Regions from separate parts of the Mus musculus genome. Here all the other regions are linked to region 1. A link is a contact called in public promoter capture Hi-C data. All regions are on one chromosome and are shown on one strand. Each heading gives the region's core, a stretch centred on a gene start, on an enhancer-like site or on the middle of the called end of the contact. The rest is flanking DNA. Distances are from core to core; before and after follow the strand shown.

Region 1 (3,084 bases), core at 330-2,829:
TGCACCTGTTATCGTAGATGAAACTGCAAAGAATTTTACAGACGGAAAGAAACCGGGTTAGGCATGGAGTGTGCCATATTCTGTGGTATTTAAATTAAAGATGAAGTGTTGTTTTAATGGCGAAAGCAGGGATTGATTACAAAAGAGACACAAGAAGCTTTTGGGGCGAGGGAATGGTTTATTATTTTGGTGTGGTGATGGTTTAGCGGGTTGATACCGATCGTAATCCATCAGAGGGCACACTTTAAATACCTGCATGCTATTGTGCATGTAAATCAATGCATTCAGATACACACACATATGGACCTAGATAAAGTGGAAAATTCGGAGAAGGCCTCTGGGTTGAGCACTAAAGTCCTTACCTTTTATTTCTTCAGGAGGTGCCTGCAAAATAAAATTCTAGTTTGCTTAAAAAAAAAAACCCTCTAGACCTCCTCCACCAAATCAATTTCAGGCATCAATAAGAGAGCTTGAGGGAAAATTCTAGTCATCAGCTGCAGTTTAATTTGTGATAGGGGGAAGAGAAAGAAAAACAGAACTGGTGGATTTAAGGGGTGGTGAAGGGAGGGCGGGGCGACCAGGGAAAGCAAACAAGACCAAAGTGACGCAAACATTTGGGGCAGGGAAGAGCGGCAAGCATCTACACTCTATTTCCCCTGCAACCACACAGATTCTTTAAGGAAGTGGCTCCAAGTGGATTAAAATACCACAAGGGAGACCAGTCACAAGCCCAGGATTCTCCAGGTGAGCCAGGGCTAGAGCCAGCCACGCTCCCTCCTGAGGCTGGGCGCCCTGCTCTCCACCGCCCCCTGGCGGCCATCGCCAGAAGACCCGCAGTGACGCCTCGGGTCAGGTGTGCGCAGGAAAGTGGGGGTTACCCGGCAAGCTGCGGCGGCGCCCCGCGTCTTGCCCACTCCCAGTCGCGCCGCCAGGAATCTATTTGCTAAACTCCCCGGTCACCCGAGCTGCTCATCTGCTTTACGCTGCCCTGCTTTCAGGTCTTGAGGAGCAGGATTGAGGAGGAGCTAGATTATAAGTTATTATTACGACCTCCCGGGCCTCAGGGCAGAAATCCCTGCGGTTTGGCAAGTGCGTTGCAAGGCGCCGATCTTGCCTTAAGGAGACCCTCGCCTAAAAGTTGCAGGGGATGGCAGACGCATTGAAACCTCTCTTATAACGCTGCGATTGTCCCAACAGCGTCCACTCCACCCAAGCTTGCCCCATATATTGGCACGCCCCTCTGCACCAGGAGTCAAAGGCTGGTGGCCATCCCTTGCCCCACCACCACATCAGTCCAGTAGCCCGAAGTGGGGAGCATATCAGCTGGGGCGGGGGGCAATCGCCGGCGCCTGGGGCTCTCCCACTAGACGGCGCGGTGTCTGTCCGGGTCACCTACTGTCTCTGCGCCCTACGCCCAGAGCCCCCGAGCTGCAGACCCAGTCACCGCCCGGGGGCTGCCCCAGGGCGGGAGCAGCCCGGAGCGCCACTTGGGAGACCGAGGCGGCTTTGCCAGGACTGGCTCGGTCGCCGGATTCGCGACGAGGTCCGCCTCCTCCCTCCCCTTCCCGCGCCGCCTCCGCCTCCTTCCTCTGCCTCCACCCTCACCCCTTCCCGTCGGTGCGGAGCTCCGCTCCGAGCAGCGCTCAGCCCGCCGCAGCTTGGATGTGGGCTCGGGACAAGTGCTCCGTTCCTCAGCTCGAGATGGACAGCCGCTACACCAGCGCCACGGGCATCGGGGACTTGAACCAGCTGAGTGCGGCCATCCCCGCCACACGAGTGGAGGTGTCAGTGTCCTGCAGGTGAGGACGCGGCTCTCTTTTCTTCCTTCCATCCGAGCTTGGTGGCACTTGGCTAGCGCTCCAGGTACCACGAGGCTTGGCGCTGGTGAGAAGTTGCATGCTGAGTGGGGACTAGTTGTGGTACTGGCTGACGTTACCTTCCCCTCCTCCCCCCCAGAGGGTCAAATGACACAGAACTGGGGACGAGAGTGGTGGGCTTTGGCTGAGTCTTTTTTTTTTTTTTTTCTGGGAAATGTTGTGAAAGTTGGCAAAGCTGTGACTCAGCTACAGAAACCCTAGCCGCCGCCCACTTCGCAACCTTTTAAAAAATTATTTATTTATTTTAAACAACCGCAATCAGGGCCAGAGGTTCAGTGATGTCGGGAACCGAAGGGTCAGTCCTACCAAGAGCGCGCGTGATGCTGCGCACCTTGGCCAGGGACTCCCTCTGCCAGGCGTCCGGGAAGCCATGCGGTGGGCTCAGCTCCAGTTCCACAGCTTCCTCCTCCCCACTCACTTCCTGGAACCATCCAGCTTCCTTACCCTCCACCCTTCCGGGACGTTTACCCTAGGCCTGTAGCGGTTCCAGGTTCAGTCTTCCAGGCAGAGGCTTACCTAAGAATTGAGAAGTCACGACTTATTTTCTGCCCGCCGGTAGACAAACATCAGAATGCTTTCAGCAACTCTCAAGGACTGCCAGTTTCAGACTCCCTTCCTGATACTCCCTGGGCCAGATCCTCAGTAAGTTAGGTAGAATAGCTGTGCTGCCCCAGTTTTGGGGAATTAGATGGTTGGCTATATTAAGAATACTACATTGCACGTACCCAGGTGCCCACTTCCAGGCTGAATACTTCCTTTCACCGGTCTCGTTGGAAAACTTCACTCCTACCCCTCTACGCCCCCGTGTTTTTAAATGCCCTCACATGTTCTTAGCCTTTCTGTAAGGAAAGATCGTTGTAAAAGACTTTAATAAGCATGAGTGATTTTTGTTGTAAACAAACCCTGAAGTTTAAACGCCGCTAAAACAGGTTCTCAGCTTTCTTAATGCTGTGACAATTTAATGCTGTTTCCCATGTAGTGGTGATCCCCCCATCTTAAAATTATTTTTGTTGCTGCTTTATAGCTGTATTTTTGCTACTGTTACAAATCCTAATGTAAATATCTGTGTTTTCTGATGGTCCTAGGTGAGCCCCGTGAAAGGGTCATGTGACTCACAGAGGGGTCGCGACCCACAGGTTGAACATTCCTGCCCTGAAACTAAAGTTTCTTGGAAATTCAAGTTTTAGCACCCATTCCCCAAGTGGCC
Region 2 (3,084 bases), core at 380-2,879, 1.2 Mb after region 1:
AAGAAGGAGCACCCAGGCACACCTCCTCTTGTGGCACTATGCTGGGTAGATCTGCCAAATAAGAGCCTCTGAAGGGCCTACGGCGTGTTAGGAAAGAAGACTGGCACCAAGGGGCCATCAGCAAGAGCAGAGGATTTTTTGCACAGCAGCTGAACTCAAGACTCCCTAAACCCACAAGCATGCTAGGGAGGCTGAGCCTGTGTGAACCTCCTCCATACTCAGACCCTACACACCCAGCCCCTTTCCCCACCTTCTCACAGTGGTCCGAGTCGTAGCTAAGGCCCAGGCCACAGTCGTCCGTGATCTCAGACAGGTCTTCATCATCAAATTCTTCCAGGCTTATGTCCTGGGGAGGCCTGAAGAGGAGGCCAGGGTCAGAAGGCCACCTGACCTAGGCTCCTGGCCTGAGAGCTGATCCTGAGGACATTGGTGGGAAAGGTCCAGCTCCCAGGGCCCCCAGCTCCCATGCTAAAGCCGTGTCGTTTTTTGACCCCAGGCACTGCTCTCCCCTGGGTCCCCTCCTCCACCACAGGGAATGAGCCCAGAGGAGGCATCCCTCCACAAACCCCTCCCACTCCTTTTCAGCTCAGCTCCCAGCCCCTGTGGGTCACAGCTTCAGCCTCAGGGGAGATACCTTGAACCAACGGGGGGGGGGGGGGGGAGGGGGGGGAGCTGCGACAACAGGAGAGGGAGGGGTCCAGCTGTTCCCCATCCACTCCTACACAGAAACAGGCCTACATCCAAACATCCAGCCCCTCCAATCCCAACTTCCCCATCTCACCCCCAGAGCTTCAAGCTTGATTTCACTCTCTGCCGTCCTGGGGGGAGGGGGGGTTGGGAGGGAAGAGGGCTAGGGGCAAGGCCCTAGCCTTTATGGAAGGAGGCATAACAAGGCCAAAAGGACACTGGCAGGAACAGACTAGGTGCTGAACACCCTGCCTAAAATCCCTCAAAGGGTCAATCGAGAGACCGCACCCTTGCTAGGTCATCGGTCCTGGCTGGGTGCGGTTCGGTATCCCAACAAGAAAAGTGAATGTGTATCTCTGTGTGGGGGTGGGAAAGGGGGGGGGTTGCCATTGGGTCTGCGCGACAAGGAGCAAACACCGAAGGACCCGGAGCCCAGGGTGGGGGATGGGAGCATCAGTCAGAGGCCTGCAAACCAAGGAGGCGCCCTGGCCTGGGTAGTTGAAGTCGATGGGGTGGAGTGGCAGGCCGAAGAGACCTACGTGAAGATGAGACCCGCCGAATGCGTACCTGCAGCCGGGAGGCGACAGCGAGTGAAAGGTGGAGAGAGAAAACATCTCCGCGCGATCCGCCATCTTCCCTGGAACCGCCGGCCGGCAGCGAGGGGGAGGGGTGAGGAGCACCGCGCGCCCTTGGTGCTCAGGCTCGCGGCCTCTGTCTCCCCACTCACCTCGTGACACGCCCTGCGACACCCGTCGGCGACACACCTCAGCGCCCTGCCAGGACACCGCGGCAGCAAGCCGCGCCGCAGGGGTGAGGGGAGGGAGTGGCGCAGGGCGGGGCCTGAGGTGGGGGCGGAGGAATGGGGGTCGAGCCGAGAAAGGATGCGGGATGCGAGGTGGTGGTGGTAGCGGTGGTGGTGAGATTCTGGTCGGGAGAGCTGGCGGGCGGCTTGCGTGGTCCTAGCGTGGAATAGGCGAGAAGGGATAGGTGGAAGCAGAGACACGCTGGTAGACCAAAGGTTTCTGCAGGAGCCGAGAGAGGTGCGGGGGAAATGGGTGCGGTAGACCCAGGAGCCAGGACCAACGCGGCCCGGGAATGCGCGCCTCTGGTTACAGCGGTGTGCAGTGCTCCTGGGAGGTGGACTGCTCGTGGAGGGGTGATGGGCGAGGACTTAGGAACAGCGTTCATGCCCCGGCAAATTCGAAAAGCAGAGTTGGTCAGGAACCCACCAGACCTCCTAACCCACCAGACCTCCTAATCCACCAGACCTCCTAACCCACCCAGACCTCCTAACCCGCGCTAGACCTACTAACCCGCTAGACTTCCTAACGGGTGGCAGAGGGAGCTGTCCACCCGAGGGTGCTGATCAGAGCTCGTCGGAGCTGTTCTCCACTGGGTGCTGATGAGGTCAAAAGAAACTTCTCCTTAAGATTTGCTGACTCCAGCTATTATCCTGACAGTGCTAATGGAACCGGGACAGTGACTCTGTCTCAAAGGATGTGAAGAGGTCTGGAATCAGAGTCCAGCATTCAGAAGCCAACATTGAACTTTCTCTGTGTGGTACAGACTTGAAGATCCTGGGCAGAGATAGTGGTGGACACTAGAAGTTGAGGCTATGTTCATCAACTGAGCAGCTGTTTCTTGGGGCCACCTATGCTCTTGGCTCTGTTTTGAGTATGGAAAACCTCCAAGTTGAGGCATAGGCTTACTAAGAAGTTCTGTGTAGAGAGGCAGGGCAGAAATGGAGCCAATTGTGAAGTGAGGCAGAAGATCAAAGTAGTGATGGACAAGCTAGAGAAGAAGGGGTAGGGAGCCTCACACTGGAATTAAGTTTTGAAGGAAGAAAGAGACACTAGAGTGTTACGGCTGGAAATCACAGAGCAGAAGGGACTCAGATAGTCAGGTGAGACACCCTGCTCAACCAGTTTCTTAATTTCTGAATTGCCAACGAGTGTGACTTCTCCAGGCTTTCTCGGAATTCACTGGAATTGTACAACCCTGAACTCATCTCAGACTATAACCCCACACAAGCCTCTCTCTTATCAAATGATCACACCCAGATTCCAAAAGCATAGACAACCCCGGGAGGGGTTACCTCCCACTTCTCCTGTGGGGTTTCTCGTTGGCTCCAAGAGCACAGATTCTCCAGACTTAAGATCTAAGAGTGGTTACCCATCTTCATTTAGCCACCAACGTTCCGAACATGAGGCAATTATTCAATGCACCAGAACTCAGTTTCTCCATCTGAATAAAGGTCCTGTGACACACATAAACCCCGGGCACAGTGATTTATTAACAATCACTTAACATCTATCCTTCTAAATGCACAGTCGGGCATAGTGGCTCCTGTCTTTAATCCTGGCATGCAGAAAGCAGAAGCAAGTGGTTCTCTGTAAG
Region 3 (3,084 bases), core at 205-2,704, 1.2 Mb after region 1:
AGTAGAAATAACCCAATTCCTGGTGGAAATTCCATGAGGGTCAGACCAACTTTGACCTTGGTGTATACACACACACACACACACACACACACACAGGACGAGCCCTTCCTATTGAGACTAGGTCTCCGTCCCTATGGAATGGCACTCAAATCACCTTTATATGTCACAAATGGTGTTAATATTATTTTGGGCTAACCTCAGAAGACATGGGAGTGAGTGGCAAGAGGAGGCAAATGTGCACACAAGTGACACTGTTCGCACCACATGACCCCTAACGCACTCACTCTTAAACCGCTCGCACCACACACACGCCCCGAGTGCAGTGCATGTGTGGCATGCATGTGCTCATTGTGTGCTGTCCAGATTGCTCGCTGCAAGCGCTCTACACACGGCGCTCACACTGTTTCTCCATGCTTAAGCTGCAACACACCACTTACCACACAGGCAGCTTGCACTTCACCCTGCCCACTGCACTCGAGGTGTACCCACCTCGGTCTCTCAGCACACTGCTCAGGCTGCACACAGCCCCCCACCGCGCCTGTCGCCAACTCCTCCCGGCCTGCCCTTCTACTGCTCCAGCCACGGAGCTCAAAGATCACACCCTGAGCGCTCCATTCCACCCCCACCCCAGTCGGCCCAGCACCTCCAGATAGGGCAGGGGCGTGTCCAGGTTAGGCGGGTAGTCCTGTAAGAGCCGCTCTTCATCCAGGAACTTGCCGGCGCGACCCCGGGAGGGAGGCTGGAATAGCCCGTAGTTGAGCGCGTCTTGAAGGCTATGATTGAGGGCGCAGAGCACACGCTGCTTGGCGGCCCACACGGGCGCGGTTGGGTCCAGACGCAGGCACTTCTGCAGCGGAGCGAGTCGTGAGCCCGGACCTGCGGGCGCAGGGCCCCGCGCCCCGGGCCCCGCTTTGGAGGGCTAGTTGGGGAGCGAGAGCAGGGACCCCGCGCCACCGCGCAGAGGCCGAGGCCCCGCCCCGGGGCTGGGCTTCCAGGGCCCCGCCCCGGCGATGGGGAGGGTCCCGCGGAGGCGGCGGGGGAGGGGCGAGTGGCCACGGCCGGGGGTCCTGGCGCAGGGCGCGCCCGGCGGGGGTCACCGCTAGCGGGCCACACAGGGGTACGGCGAGATCGCAAAGGCTCACCGTTTGTTGCAGGTCCGGGATGCCGACGCGCACGACCACGGCGCTGGCCCCGGGGCCGTCCATCCCGGTGCTAGCGCCCGGGCCCGGACTGTTCCCGGCGGAGAGAGGAGCGCACGGGGACTCCGCGCGGCGCCCTGGCCCCCCCTGACCCCCCGCAAGAGCCCCGCCGACCGCGCTACGCGGGAGGGGGCCGGGGGGGGCCGGGGCCGGGGCCAGCGCGGGGGACAGCGGCTCCGGGGGCTCCGCAGGCGCAGCGGCGGCGGCGACGGCGGCACGGTTTAGCTGCATCGGCCCCGGCTTCGAGCGGCGCCTGCCTTCCCCGGGGGCGGGGGCGGCGGGGGGAGGGGGCCCGAGCCCGGAGCGGAGCGGAGGCGGGGAGGGGGCCGCGCCGGAGGCGGGGATGGGAAGCCCGGGGCCGGGAAACTGGGGTCCCCCGCGGGGTCGGGGCGGCGTGGGCGTGTGGTGCAGAGGGCGGGGGCCGGGGGCCCGCGCCGAAGAGGGGGGGGGTTGGCTGTCGAGGGGGAGTGGCTGACACAGCGGGGGGATGGCACGCCGCGCTTCCGCTGCAGGCGAGCGTCGCAGACCACCGTACTGGGGTGACGGAGGGTTCTAGAGCTGGGTGGGGAACGCGTCGGGGCAAGAGGACCCACAGGCCGACTGAGAGGGAGAGACAAGCAGGAAAATTGGTGACCCGGGGTGGAAATCTCCCCAGTCTGCCGACCCCACTCCAGACCCCAAGGAGGTGGTGGGGTCACCCGAGCACGGTGCTGGGTGGGAGTCGGAGGGCTGCAAACCCCAGGCGCGAGCAGGGCGGAGCTGCAGTCCACGGGAGCTCCCCCCAGACCAACCCTTCTAACCGCGCCCAGGGTGTTCCTCTCGGCCCCCACCACAACCGAGTTTGGGGAGTCTGTCCGGACTCTGCGGGCCTCCCGCACCTTGGGTAGCCCAACCTTGCAGCTGGTCGCCCCCTCCCCGTCACCTTAGCGACAGCAGGCTGGGGGCGCGACCTACGAGGAAAGGCTTAGGGGAGGGGGCGCCACTAGTCTCCACCTGCGGCGGGGAACTGAATTTTAGTTTCACACGTTGTCGTGGCAACGCGGGAGGGGGTGACGAGTGGGCGGGGAGGGGAGCGCTGCGAGTGAACCAACTCAGGCGCCGCCCGCGTGGCGTGCCAGCCTTAGCCCGGCGCTGCCTCGGAAGTGCCCAACGCACGGGGGCCTAGCTCCCAAGGCCCAGAAAGGTGTAGCCCCTGAATGGATGAATTGCCCTACTCGGTAGTGTCTACTGCCTTCCACTGCACTCTCCCGCATACCTAGACTTACACCTCACCCCCTAAAGGCCCCAGAGAGCCACTCATCGGTGGCGGCACAAACTGGACAGCTTTTGTGGAGCAGCCTGGCCGGGAACTCTGCCAGTGGCAGAAAGCATCCCCTTAGCCACAGCCTCTCCTACCTTCTCCGTGAGCAACCCTGGATCGCCCACAAAACTGGCTATTCCTGCGCATCCCAGGAATAACCCTGGACTACCCTGGTCCTATACACGATAGAGCCTCCCCAGATCCCACCCCCTGACCACCTGGGTCACCTCAGAAATGCCCTCACCCCACACAGAACAGTGATTGGCTTAGACTGCCCCCCCCCAGAACAGCCTGCACTCCCCCACGGATCCTCCACTTTCCCAAAATGTTTCATGACTCCATATAGGGCTCTCTGACCAATCGCAACCACACAGCATTGTCCTCCATGGACCACCTGGCTCACTCCCACATCCCTACCCCTTGAGGGAGAGCCTTCTCCCTAAAGAACCTCCCTTAAAAAACCCGCTTACCCGGCAGAGCTGAGTCTCCAGTGCCTCTGTACGTCTGTTCCCTGCTACCCTCAAGCCTGGGTGGACCCCTCCGTGCTTGGGGAAGTGAAGCCCCAGTAGGCTCTGACCTCCAAGC

Evidence for each region. Promoter capture Hi-C pulls out the DNA fragments that hold promoters and counts their contacts.
Region 2: a contact with region 1 is called in a promoter capture Hi-C map of embryonic stem cells, with 4 times the contacts expected there. The contact joins the promoter of Mapk8ip2 here to the promoter of Cpne8 in region 1.
Region 3: a promoter capture Hi-C map of stem cell-derived epiblast-like cells shows a contact between it and region 1, with 5 times the contacts expected there. The contact joins the promoter of Shank3 here to the promoter of Cpne8 in region 1. A contact is called at or near these places in 5 of 39 promoter capture datasets (cranial neural crest, embryonic stem cells, hippocampal neurons and 2 more), 1 of 484 Hi-C or Micro-C datasets (embryonic stem cells) and 1 of 115 datasets of contacts at active chromatin or transcription factors (pancreatic cancer cells).

Annotation. Positions count from the first base shown.
Region 1 is chr15:90,677,883-90,680,966 of GRCm38.p6, reverse strand. Cpne8 (copine VIII) reads left to right here and starts at 1,579. Exons shown (of 20, transcript NM_025815.2): 1 at 1,579-1,799. The coding sequence starts at 1,663.
Region 2 is chr15:89,452,456-89,455,539 of GRCm38.p6, reverse strand. It overlaps Mapk8ip2 (mitogen-activated protein kinase 8 interacting protein 2), which reads right to left and starts at 1,629. Exons shown (of 12, transcript NM_021921.3): 1 at 1,255-1,629; 2 at 251-356. The coding sequence starts at 1,319.
Region 3 is chr15:89,497,978-89,501,061 of GRCm38.p6, reverse strand. It overlaps Shank3 (SH3 and multiple ankyrin repeat domains 3), which reads right to left and starts at 1,454. Exons shown (of 22, transcript NM_021423.4): 1 at 1,143-1,454; 2 at 644-847. The coding sequence starts at 1,430.